2 separate regions of the Zea mays genome follow, and region 2 is linked to region 1. The links are chromatin contacts, called in public Hi-C maps. All regions are on one chromosome and are shown on one strand. The core of a region is the stretch at or near the end of the contact, and the rest is flanking DNA. Distances in the headings are between cores, read along the strand shown. Region 1 holds the start of LOC100194191 (GDSL esterase/lipase). Region 2 overlaps LOC100280067.

The links. A called contact is a pair of places that touch in the nucleus more often than the background predicts.
Region 2: a contact with region 1 is called in a Hi-C map of ear, with 2.2 times the contacts expected there. The contact joins the enhancer-like site here to the promoter of LOC100194191 in region 1. A contact is called at or near these places in 2 of 25 Hi-C or Micro-C datasets (ear and leaf).

The regions. Positions count from the first base shown.
Region 1 is chr7:84,251,533-84,257,212 of Zm-B73-REFERENCE-NAM-5.0, reverse strand. It overlaps LOC100194191 (GDSL esterase/lipase), which reads right to left and starts at 2,379. Exons shown (of 4, transcript NM_001139236.1): 1 at 2,016-2,379; 2 at 1,805-1,938; 3 at 1,449-1,712; 4 at 612-1,351. The coding sequence starts at 2,268. The coding sequence ends at 866. LOC103632524 (a long non-coding RNA gene) reads left to right here and starts at 3,490. Exons shown (of 5, transcript XR_555993.3): 1 at 3,490-3,847; 2 at 5,148-5,381; 3 at 5,454-5,622.
Region 2 is chr7:84,459,352-84,465,124 of Zm-B73-REFERENCE-NAM-5.0, reverse strand. LOC100280067 reads left to right here. Exons shown (of 19, transcript NM_001361016.1): 11 at 456-554; 12 at 634-828; 13 at 940-1,022; 14 at 1,301-1,526; 15 at 1,824-1,969; 16 at 2,302-2,437; 17 at 3,153-3,236; 18 at 3,307-3,399; 19 at 3,559-4,075. The coding sequence ends at 3,804. Among protein-coding and RNA genes, the nearest start is that of LOC100280067, 12 kb to the left of the region's middle. Within about 2 kb of position 3,649, at least 6 of the 20 cell types and tissues checked have an H3K27ac peak or open chromatin away from gene starts, as enhancers often do. A contact at or near this core is called in ear and leaf, where this site is marked.

The DNA of each region.
Region 1 (5,680 bases), core at 1,130-3,629:
GATGGTTAACAAAATATACTTTCGTTTATGCATCAACTATGGAGGAAGTCACATCATCTTTTGTGACGTGGTAGGTGGGAATCAAACCCACAACCTCACCCTCCACCTATGACGTGATTTCTGTCTATATTGCAGTTTTGTTGCCCATATATTAGAACAATCCAACTATAAATTGACTATTTGAGGTTGTAAACGAATTCAAACGAAAAAGTTCTCAACTACAAAGTTTTAAAACTTTTGAAGTTCTATAACTTTTATTTTGATACTTTTTCTATCCGAGGTTGTTTGCAAAATTTGCATTTTGAATTTCACAAATTCGAATGCAATTTTTGAGAGCCGAGGTGATTTCAAATGAAAAGGTTGTCAACTACAAAGTTTTATAACTTTTCAAGATTTACAACTTTTATATTGTTAGTTTTATCATTCGAGGTTGTTTGTGGCTACGGTTTCTTATGAAAACCGTCACTAGAATTCGATTTCTAGTGACGGTTTCATAAAAAATCGCCACTAGAATTCATGAATTTCAATAGACGGTCTTCTTAACGAACCGTATGTAGAAATATGATTTCTAGTGTCGGTTTTATTAAGTAACCGCTATTACAAATAACACTGGCGACTGAATCCGTCTGTGAAAATTAAATCCACCGCATGCTTTGAGCTTGAGGGTTTCTCTTACAATTTCAGGTCAAAAAAACTTTCATATTATTGTTACATAGTGTTCCATAGACATTAAATATACTATACGTATAAACTTGAAGGTTGGAAAATAAATTAATTAAGGGATAATAATTAAGGATAGGCCCTGTGTATATACTCGACGTACGGTGGTTTTCCTTTGTTCTATCCATATGAAGATCATCATAATTCATAAACTGGTGGAAGCCAGCTGCTTGAAGTTGATGGGCGCTGTGTATCGGCCCGGGCGGCTGTCGTAGAAGTTTTGCGCGGTGAGCATCGCCCCGCGCTGGCAAGGGTGCACCCTGTCCCAGAACGCGTGCTGGTCGCGGTTGCTGCACACCGTGGCGTTGGGCAGGCAGTCCGCCTCGGCGCCGAACCTCCCGCCCCCGCAGCACGCGTCGGCGACGTCCGTGTACCCCGACGCCCCCGGGTCGTCGAAGGTGGCCATCGACAGGCCGTAGTAGTCGGCGAGCGAGTAGGTGAAGCCCGGCAGGCGGGAGGCGAGGCTGGCGAGCAGGACCGCGAGGGCGTCGTCCAGGCCCGACGCGAGCTCGTTCAGGCCGTCCAAGCACGCGCCCGTCTTCGTCCCGCCGGACAGCCGCGCCACGGGGACGCAGCCGAGCAGCCCCACGTTGATGATGGCGAACTTCCTCGCGCCCATGGTGTGCAGCTCCTGCAGTGCATGAATGATGGATGTAATGTATATATCGATCTTCTTGATTGCTCCGATCCGCCACATGCGTACGGAATACATAGGAGTGCATACTTACAGTGATGGTTGCTGAGTAGTTGGAGATGAGGCTTGCGTAGAGCGTGGCGACGTCACGCTGCTGGTCGGCAGCTGACTTGTTGTTGTGCGCAGACGCCTGCGCGGTGGCGAAGACGAATAGGTCGTTGCTGCCGACGCTGAAGAGGAAGACGGACCTGGAGAGCAGGAGGTGGGTCGCACGGGAGCCCAGCTTCGTGACCAACTGTGCCTTGGTGGACTTGAAGTACTGCACCTGCTTCGACAATGGGATGTTGTTGCCCGCGTTCTGCATTTCAGGTCGTAATTACATTTTTGATCTCGCTATATCTGATAAACACACACACACGATGCATGAATGAAATAACACTACTGTATTACAGTGGAGTCGAGGATCCCAGCTCCTCCGGAAGCATAGCTGACACCGCTGCCACGAGCTGTGAGGACCAGACGGCCGGTGCTAGGTGCCAACGACAGGTATGGCGGAGGACTAGACGCGAACCCCATGCTCTTTGCTGCACATCCATGCAAGCATGTATGTAGCGCGTATACAAAAAAATAAAAACATGCAGGAAATGTATTGTTTTGTTACCGAGGTAGTCAGCGATGTTGTAGCCATTGCTGAATCGTCCAGTGGGAACGGAGCCCGGGAAGTCGATACCGTAGTAGGGCTTGTTGGCCTGGGGCACGCCCGGCCCCGCCAAGTAGTTGTTGTTGCCCACATCCAGCGTGGAGTCCCCGAACACAAACATCGCCGGCGGTCGGCCACCTGCAGCTGCAGAAGCAGCGACGATGGCCGGCGCTTGCAGGGACGATAGCACGAGCAGGCACGGCAGCAACGACATGGCTGAGTGGCTGTAGCCCACCACCACCACCACGGTGGGTCACTGGTTCTAAACTTCTAATACAGCTACCTACTACTAGCCCACACTGAAAAAGCTGTGAGTTGTGTGGAGTTTGGTGGGTGAAAAGGGATCAGCTACGTGCTCCTCCTTATAGTCGAGGCCGTGCGAGTTGACTGATCGTATCTCCCTACTGATTCTCTGCCGGGCACGCATAAATAGTCGTTGACTGCTAGAAGGGGAAAACAAAAATGAGCAGGTCCTCGTCATCGTGTCGTGTGTGCATGTGCAATAATAAGGCCGGCTGGGGCGGCAGCTTTCGACGTTGCTGCAATATTCTGATTTGATAGATTTATATGCCACAACAAGAGGAACAACCATTTTCGCCGGTTGGCATTATTTTCGCCGACCAAATTTCAGTCATCGAAAATAAATTTTAATTTTCGTCGGCTAACAAAAATCGTCGAAATTTAATGTAAAAACGACGGCATGGTACATAAGAGCATCTCCAATAGTTATGTAAACAAATCCTTAAATATGAATTTAACAAGTTTTCAAGAAAAACTCTTCTCCAACAGTTATGTAAATCAGTTCCCTAAATTTACAAACTCCCTACAAAACTCAATTTCATCCCTACATTTACCAACCTTGTTGGGACTCCCTAAATCAACGTTGGTAATAAATCCATCGTGAAAATCACACTTTTACCATTGTTTTGCGTTGTCCCACTGTCCTGTTGACCACAAATCCATCGGGAGCGCCCAGATGTCTTGATGTCGTCACTGCTACACAACCTCTTACGTCGAGGCGTCGTCAGAGCACATCCTGTGATGTCTTCACGCCATCACCGTGACGGTCTGATCTTCCATCGGTAACTTCGACCTCTCAAGACATCAGAGAAGATTGTTGATATTGATTTCTACCGCCGACTCAGTTAAAAATAGAAAGCATGCTCGCTTATTTTATATTGACATAGACAACTTTTAAAATTAGCAACCAATAAATAGGGAACTGTTGAAGCACATACATTTTTCTACTTCTTAAAGTATTTTAGGAACTTCTTAAATCTATAATTTAGGGTGCTAAATTTACATAACTATTGGAGATGCTCTAATCGCAGAAAGTTAACGTATTTTCAGTAGCCACCTCAATGGCCACCGAAGGTTAACGTTTTTATAGGCCCCGTGACCTCCTCTTTCTCTCTCTTCCCACGTGCACTTTCCCCATGTCGTCTCTGTGCGCCACGCACTGTGGCCTTTCTCGACACCTGCCATATCACGCCGTGTTGCCCCCACCCGCGGTCGCCACCGCCGCATAGCGCCGCCTCCAGCCGGCCCCGTCCGCGCCCTCCTCGCCGGAAGCCCATGGTCGTGCGCCACCGCCACGCCGCACTCTCCTCGTCGAGAATCCACGCTGGCTCGCCGCACTGGCCCCGCCCTGACCGCTAGTGCCTTGCTGGGCCCTCCTCGCTGTGCCGCAGCGCCGCCTCCAGTGCAAGCCACACTTGCCTCACCACGCAGCCCTCGTCCTCGACTGTGACTCCGTCTGTTCACCATCACCATCGTGACACCGGCTGCAAGAGGTTAATATTTTGTTTGCATTTTATTATTTATTTTTGGTGGCCGATTTTAATTAGACGCCGAAATTAATGATTAATACTGTATTTATTGTTTGATTAGACATTTTTTATTATGTATGGTTAGTTAGTTGTTATTTGATTAGACCGTTCAAATATTGTTTGATTCTATTAACTAATATAACGTTTAACTTAAATTTCATATTAACATGAGTTATTCTTTAGTTTGATTCCATTAACAGCACATTTAATTTGGTTTTAGAGTTTAGAGATGTTTTAATTTAATTTCATAGTAACATGCTTTATTATTTAGGTTGATAAGTGTGTTATATTATTATTTTAGTCATTTCCTTATTAGCATGTGTTATAGTATTGTTTTTATAGCGAAACTTATGTGTCACTCGTTTCAGATAGGTTCGTCTCACGTGCTTGACATATGTGAGACGTATCCATATGAAATTGTCCCTATTATGGATAGCCTCGGAGTGACCGACATGACGCTGATTTATGACAAGTCAGTAGGACCTGAAGAAAATTTCGGTGGCATAACCTCACTGTTCTCCACTGCACCATACTTGGCGTGCAGCTAGAGAACAACGAGGTTATGCTATCGAAATTTTCTTCAGATCATGTTGGCTTGTCATAAATACGTGTTCTGTCGGTCACTGTTGGATGGGTTCAGGACCTATCCTTGCCTATAGATGTAGGATCGAAGCCCTTGTGAAAGTTGAATAAAGTTTTTATGATATGGTCCGCTTTAATAGCCTCAGGCATGTCAGAAGGTCGTGAATGAATGTACAATGGTTGGAGTAGTAATAGATGTCATTCTGATGAGTGGGTAACCAAGGCCAAACATTTTGTAGACCGTACGTTCTCCTTGTCATTAACCGGCACTGTCAGATCACCTTGTAGGCGACATGAAAATAGTACATTCCTTAATAAGGAAATAATTATCCTAGATCTCTATCAGTTTGGATTTATGCCCGAATATGAGGTGTGGGAAAATCATGGTGAGGTAGTACCCAGCCCGAATGTAGAAGAGGAGAACAATGATTAGGCTAGCGGTGATGCGATGCATGAAATGCTAGATTCGTTATGTCCATAGTTGAACCTCAGCTCTAAGGATCTTCCCACACCAAAGGTTTTGAGGTTTTTAAGCTACTAAAAACTCTGAAGAGTCATTGCATGAACACACATATGTGAGTATACTCGATTTTGTGACCCGACTCATGGATGGTATGAACTTGTGAATTTTTTCAATAAGAATCAAACTATGACCGAATAGCTAATTTTCTTGTTTTTCAAGGTATTCTATATTTACCGTTGTGATCGATTCGATGGAGTTGCGGTCTCGTGGGGGCTCTTCGTCGCAGGCGGGTTGTGGTAGCAACCATAGTCGACGCTCGAGCATGGAGGAGGCTGTGAGGGAGCAGCAAGAAAGGTTTCGTGAAGAGATGCGGTGACAACAAGTAGCACTTATCCGACAACAATCAGAGTACATGGATGCTTACAACGCACATGCGCAACAAGCAATGAACATGTGTGTCTTATTTATTCTCAACACGGTCGTATATATACTTCTCCTATAACTAATATATTGTATTTGCAACAGTCTTGGTTTCTAGAGCAGGCACAACAACAACCATTCGTTTTCCCTCAATTTCAGCCGCTGATGCCTCAATGGGGATTACATGCTCCGACACCTCCTCCAGATTAGATCCGTCGTTAAGTATCTCTATTCGAATGTATTATGAACAAGAACTTACTATGAAATAACTCCGGTGCGTCGATCAAATTCAATTTAGTTTAGACTTGTCGTTAGTATTAACCTTTCAAATC
Region 2 (5,773 bases), core at 2,400-4,899, 210 kb before region 1:
CACTTATCAAATGTTGTTTATTCCTTGTCCTGTGGCAGTTTACAAAAAACTCGATCTGCGAGGAATAAGACAGCCCCCATGTATTGTATTAAGAAGAAGACCTTATCACACAGGTCGAGAAAAACCTGAACCCCTGCCCCGTCCATACACAGCGGCATATAAGCCCATGTGAGAATGACTGCGACCGGGCCGAGCCTTAGACCTGTTCTTTGGCGTGGGATAGACGAGAGGTTTTTTTTTAACCACAGCCTGAAATTCGCTCCCATGGGGAGCCAACCTGAGGAGTGCTACTTAGACCACCTAACCAATTCAGCTAGAAGCCCTTTCGCGTTGCAGTTTACAGATTTTTTATATTATTAGCAAGGAAAGTATCTGAGATGCATTGTGAATGTATAACAAAGTCTTTGTAGTATGTATTTGATCACTTGTATTTTTATGCAAATAATTCATTTCAGGTTGAAGTTATTAATGGTTGCAGCATTCTTGCTGCTGTTGGTCTGAGGATGGCCAGCACTCCTGGAGTTAGTGCAATACTTTTTGATGCATTAGCAAAGGTATTTTGCATTTCTTAGTTTGGTGAACTAGGAGTTTCATTGCTGCTCGGACTTATTAACCTAGTATAACGGAATTCAGGCAAACATTAATGTTCGAGCAATAGCTCAAGGTTGCAGTGAATACAATATCACTGTTGTATTGAAGCAAGAAGATTGTGTAAGGGCTCTGAGAGCTGCTCACTCAAGGTTCTTCCTCTCCAAAACGACACTTGCAGTTGGCATCATTGGACCTGGTTTAATTGGTAGAACACTCCTTAACCAGCTCAAGGATCAGGTATCTTCAGCTTGTAATTTCATAAACAGAATCCAGTCATTTCTTTGAAGGACTATCAGGGCTTATTCAAACCAGAAGTTTGTAATTGTACTAATTTAAATCTTTCCACAGGTTGCTGCTCTCAAGGAAAATATGAACATTGATCTGCGTGTCATTGGAATAACTGGCTCAAGTACAATGCTTTTGAGCGACACGTATGTATTTGAATCCTTGTTTCCTCAATGTGCATTGTGCTGTCTTGCTGCGAATAATTATGTATTATCTGGCACATTATAGGAAGGAATGATCCAACATATAATTTTGTTTAAAAACTAAGATATTTTGCATGTCACTCAAACACACATGGATATTTATTTATTTCACCAAAATATTTTTTTCCTGACCTAAAGCTTTGTGTTTCTTTTATGGGGTTTTGCTACTATAATTATGGTTTCCTTAATATTTCACAAAATTTCCATTTTTTTTTCTGTAGGGGAATAGACTTAACCCAGTGGAAACAACTTCTAAAAAAGGAAGCAGAACCAGCTGATATTGATAGTTTTGTTCATCATTTATCCGATAATCACGTATTTCCAAACAAAGTTTTGGTGGACTGCACAGCAGATACAAGTGTTGCATCCCACTATTATAATTGGTTAAAGAAGGGTATTCATGTCATCACACCAAATAAGAAAGCAAATTCTGGGCCACTTGATCAGGTAATTATTTGGCTGATGAAACTTTTTTATACTTTTGTCTTAAATAATTGTTTTTAATGATCACTGAACTGTATTTAATTGATTGTCAGTTAATTTGTGCACATGAATTGTATCAATGATTGTTATGAACTGATCATGGCTAATCCAAGAATCTTAAAGGCATAAGCCTCGAATCTTGGAAGACATAAAACCTGTGATTTGTGAATCTTAAGACATAATCACTCATTCCATACAGAATGCACATCTGCTACTGCAGTGTTTACTGATTAAGAATTTTTTACTTTTCTTTGGATACAGTACCTGAAATTGCGGACTCTGCAACGTGCCTCGTACACTCATTACTTTTATGAAGCAACTGTTGGTGCTGGCCTCCCAATCATTAGTACCTTGCGAGGTCTTCTGGAGACGGGTGACAAGATACTGCGTATTGAGGGCATTTTCAGGTTTGTGTGTATGTTTCTGACCAGGCTACAAGAATTTTACTGTGCCACTCTGCAACTTTGGTAAACTACAAAAGAACTATGGGTTGCACCACAGCTTTAGTGCCTTGTCCCATACGGCTAGACTCATTTTCTTGCCAAAATTTGTCACAAGCGTGGCTTTGATTTTGTTCGCCGTACTTTATGTGGCAGCTACAGTTTATTGGAGGTTAGTTGTGGCAAACTAGGGCACCAACCAAACCGTATCATTCTTTATTCAATAAATTCAGTATCATTCTTTATTCAATAAATTCAGTATCAATCTATTGATGGCTGACACAGAAGTTGTTTTGCAGTGGAACTTTGAGTTATATATTTAATAATTTCGAAGGAACAAGGGCATTCAGTGATGTCGTTGCTGAAGCAAAAGAGGCGGGATACACTGAACCTGACCCAAGAGATGATCTATCTGGAACTGATGTTGCCCGAAAGGTGGACCCTGTTTCTGTCAAACGGTTATTGAATATCATACTTATTCTTTCCTATACACTGGGCACTGTTTTTTCAATTTATCAGCACAGTAGACAGTTTCTGATTATTTTTCTTTTTTTCATTGAATGGGACAATTTATGCTATCTGTATTATGGATGGATCAGCAAGAGTCCTTACAGAACATATAAAACTAAAAGGTTGAGGATATGACCAGAGATAATGGGGAAAGTGTGTTTTGGACACTGAAGAGTATGGCTTTGCTGGGAAATTGCTGGAGCCAAAGGGCTCTCCTTGGCTGCCCCCCCCCCCAACATAGGTTGTTGTAGGGAGTGTGTGTGTTTTTATGGATCCTTTCATGTACGAGTGTTACTGACCTCCATAAGGAGTGCGTTGTTTTTTTAGGTCTCTTTAGACCCTTGTCTCTCTCTTCTTAATATATATCTAAAACGCAGTCCTCCTACGTTTTTTTCGAGAAAAAAAGTATGGCTTTGCTTGTAGGACATTATTATGTTTGATTTGTCCTTAGGCCATCACAAATTTGTAGTTTTTGTATCCAGGACACTAGAATACTAGATGAGGAAGAAAAGATTGTTATGCCCTCAGCTTCACACTTTTTGATTGATTTCAAAAGCAGAGAACCAAAATTACATCTATTGTACTTTATTTTCCCTCATCCTTTATTAGTTACTCATACTTCTTTTCCCTATTGGAATAGGTCATTATCCTTGCAAGGGAATCAGGTTTGAGGCTTGAACTTTCTGATATTCCTGTGAAGAGCCTTGTGCCAGAAACACTTGCAGTAAGATGATTCTCCTCTTAGCAAATAATGCCTTGTATTTCACTCTCCCTAATTTGTTTTTATCACACAGGCATGCTCGTCAGCAGATGAATTCATGCAGAAGCTACCATCCTTTGACGAGGACTGGGCCAGGCAACGCAGTGATGCTGATGCTGCAGACGAAGTGAGTAGACAGACCTCTCTTTCGGGATATATATGACAATTGGATTGTGCGATGTTATGAGATCTAGCTTTTGCTTTGTTGGATCCATTCTCGCCTGCATATTTCCAACATTACTTGAGCAGAGGTGATTCAGATTCCCTTCCCTTATTCCATCTGAAGGTCCTGCGTTACGTTGGAGTGGTGGATACGGTGAACAAGAGGGGACAGGTGGAGCTACGTAGGTACAAGAGGGACCACCCGTTCGCGCAGCTCTCCGGCTCCGACAACATCATCGCATTCACCACCTCGAGGTACAAGGAGCAGCCGCTAATCGTGCGGGGCCCAGGCGCGGGCGCGGAGGTGACTGCGGGTGGCGTCTTCTGCGACATCCTGCGGCTGGCGTCTTACCTTGGCGCTCCTTCTTAGAGCTTCCACTTACAGTTGTCAATTTGAAGAGGCAGATGGACAGTGCCCTGCATGATGCCTCCGTGTTTAGGCTTATTATGGACTTGCTCAAAGTTGTTCTGAATAAGTGCCAGGAAATAAGGCCTCTATCTATTTAGGCCTCTATCTTCGGGGTAGCTGACTAAGTGTTGTTATTGCTACGGAATCCAGAATTCTGTGAATTGAAATGAATTGTACCGATGAAGACTGTTTGCTTGTGTCTACTGGCTACTGTTATGTGTCGGTGTTTTAACCAGAGGGTCCCAACCAACAAGTGAATTTGTGCAAGAGAAGACCATAATTCTAGCGATGGTGGATGAGATTTATATTATCTTACACATAGGTGCTCATAGTAGGTGATACAAGCTAGTCGAGACAGGAGTAGGTCCTAAATCTCTAAATGATTAAGGCCGGTGCCAATACCAGGAATGGAGTGAGCGGTCAAGTGTTGTGTTTTTTCTCCCCCCTTCGGAGATCCTAGATTCCACCTTTTATAGTCGCAAGGGGAAGCCCAGGAGTACAAGGGTTGTCACGTAGTTGTTGTGATAAGAGATGAATCCGAGCCCTCTTAGCAGTATGGTCGGCGGGATGGCCCTTGTCCTTTGCGTCGTCTTTGGTAGGGCTAGATATGGTGCCACTTTGGCTCGGCACGTTGGGCTCGAGCTGGCTCATTAAGTTAACGAGCTAACTCGGCTCGTTAAGAAATCGAGCCAGAAAACCAGCTCGGCTCGACTCATTTGCGAGCTCGAGCTGGCACGTTTAGCTTGTGAGCTACAACAAAAAACAATATGTATATATTACACAACAATATAATCAATCACTAATTAATTCTAGATCAATTTAACACTTGAATAGAGTAATAGTACTCATAATTTCACATACCACATGAATTCAACACCTAATTAATGCAGTACATCACTTATTAGTTCATCCAACACAAGTGGAGGCTTTGTTTTGCTCACAAATGCTAGCTCATTTAAGCTAATGAGCTGGCTTGAACTCAGCTCGAGCTGTCTCGTTAACAAACCGAGTTGCACTCTTCACAATTGTAGTTCATTCATGAATTTTCATTAGCTTGGTTCAAATCTAATGAGCGGTTGTGAGATTTTTTATGCGGTTGAACTCATTTACGTCTAGAGCATCATAGAACACATTCATGGCTTGATCATTGGTTAGAATATTCTCATTGTCAATAAGTGATGGTTCATCTTGCTTCAATACGACAAACCCATCTCTAACAATAGGCCAAATCTTTTCTCCCATAGCTTTAAGATGCATTGATATTCTTATTTTCCAATAGTCATAATTGTTCCCATCAAAATACGGTGGCTTCCTAATGTGCACATTGTTGTTACTAGCCATTTTGTCCAACTCCAAGATGGTTAAATCCACAAATAATGGAGTCCAAAGCTCTGATACCACTTGTAGGATCTAGGACACCGGCTAGAGAGGGGGAGGGTGAAAAGACAGTTTTAACTAAAATTAAAGACATTAGAGAAATTTAATCAAAACAACAAGAGATATACATTTCCAAGCTATGATAGGCTAATAAAATATGATGAGTAATTTATGTCAATTCTACAAATGATAGACAATACACAAATTACTAACTACTTGCAAGTTGCAAGTAATAAGTAAAGAGTGAGAGAATGACACAGAGATTTATCTCGTGGTATCGGTGATTTGTCGATTACCCCTAATCCACGTTGAGGTGGAATTCAAGCTCTCACTTGCTCCACTATCAAGACACGACTTGATCTTTGAGCCTAAGCCGGACGGTCCGGGACCTGTCAATATGAAATGCCAGAGCACTAACCAAATTGAACAACACGAGCGGACTATCCGCCAACCATGGTCGTACTGTCCGTCCCTGGACCACGTACTGTCCAGGCAAAAACCCCGGACAGTCCGTAGTACAAAGTCATAAAAACACATCATATGGTATTTTGAC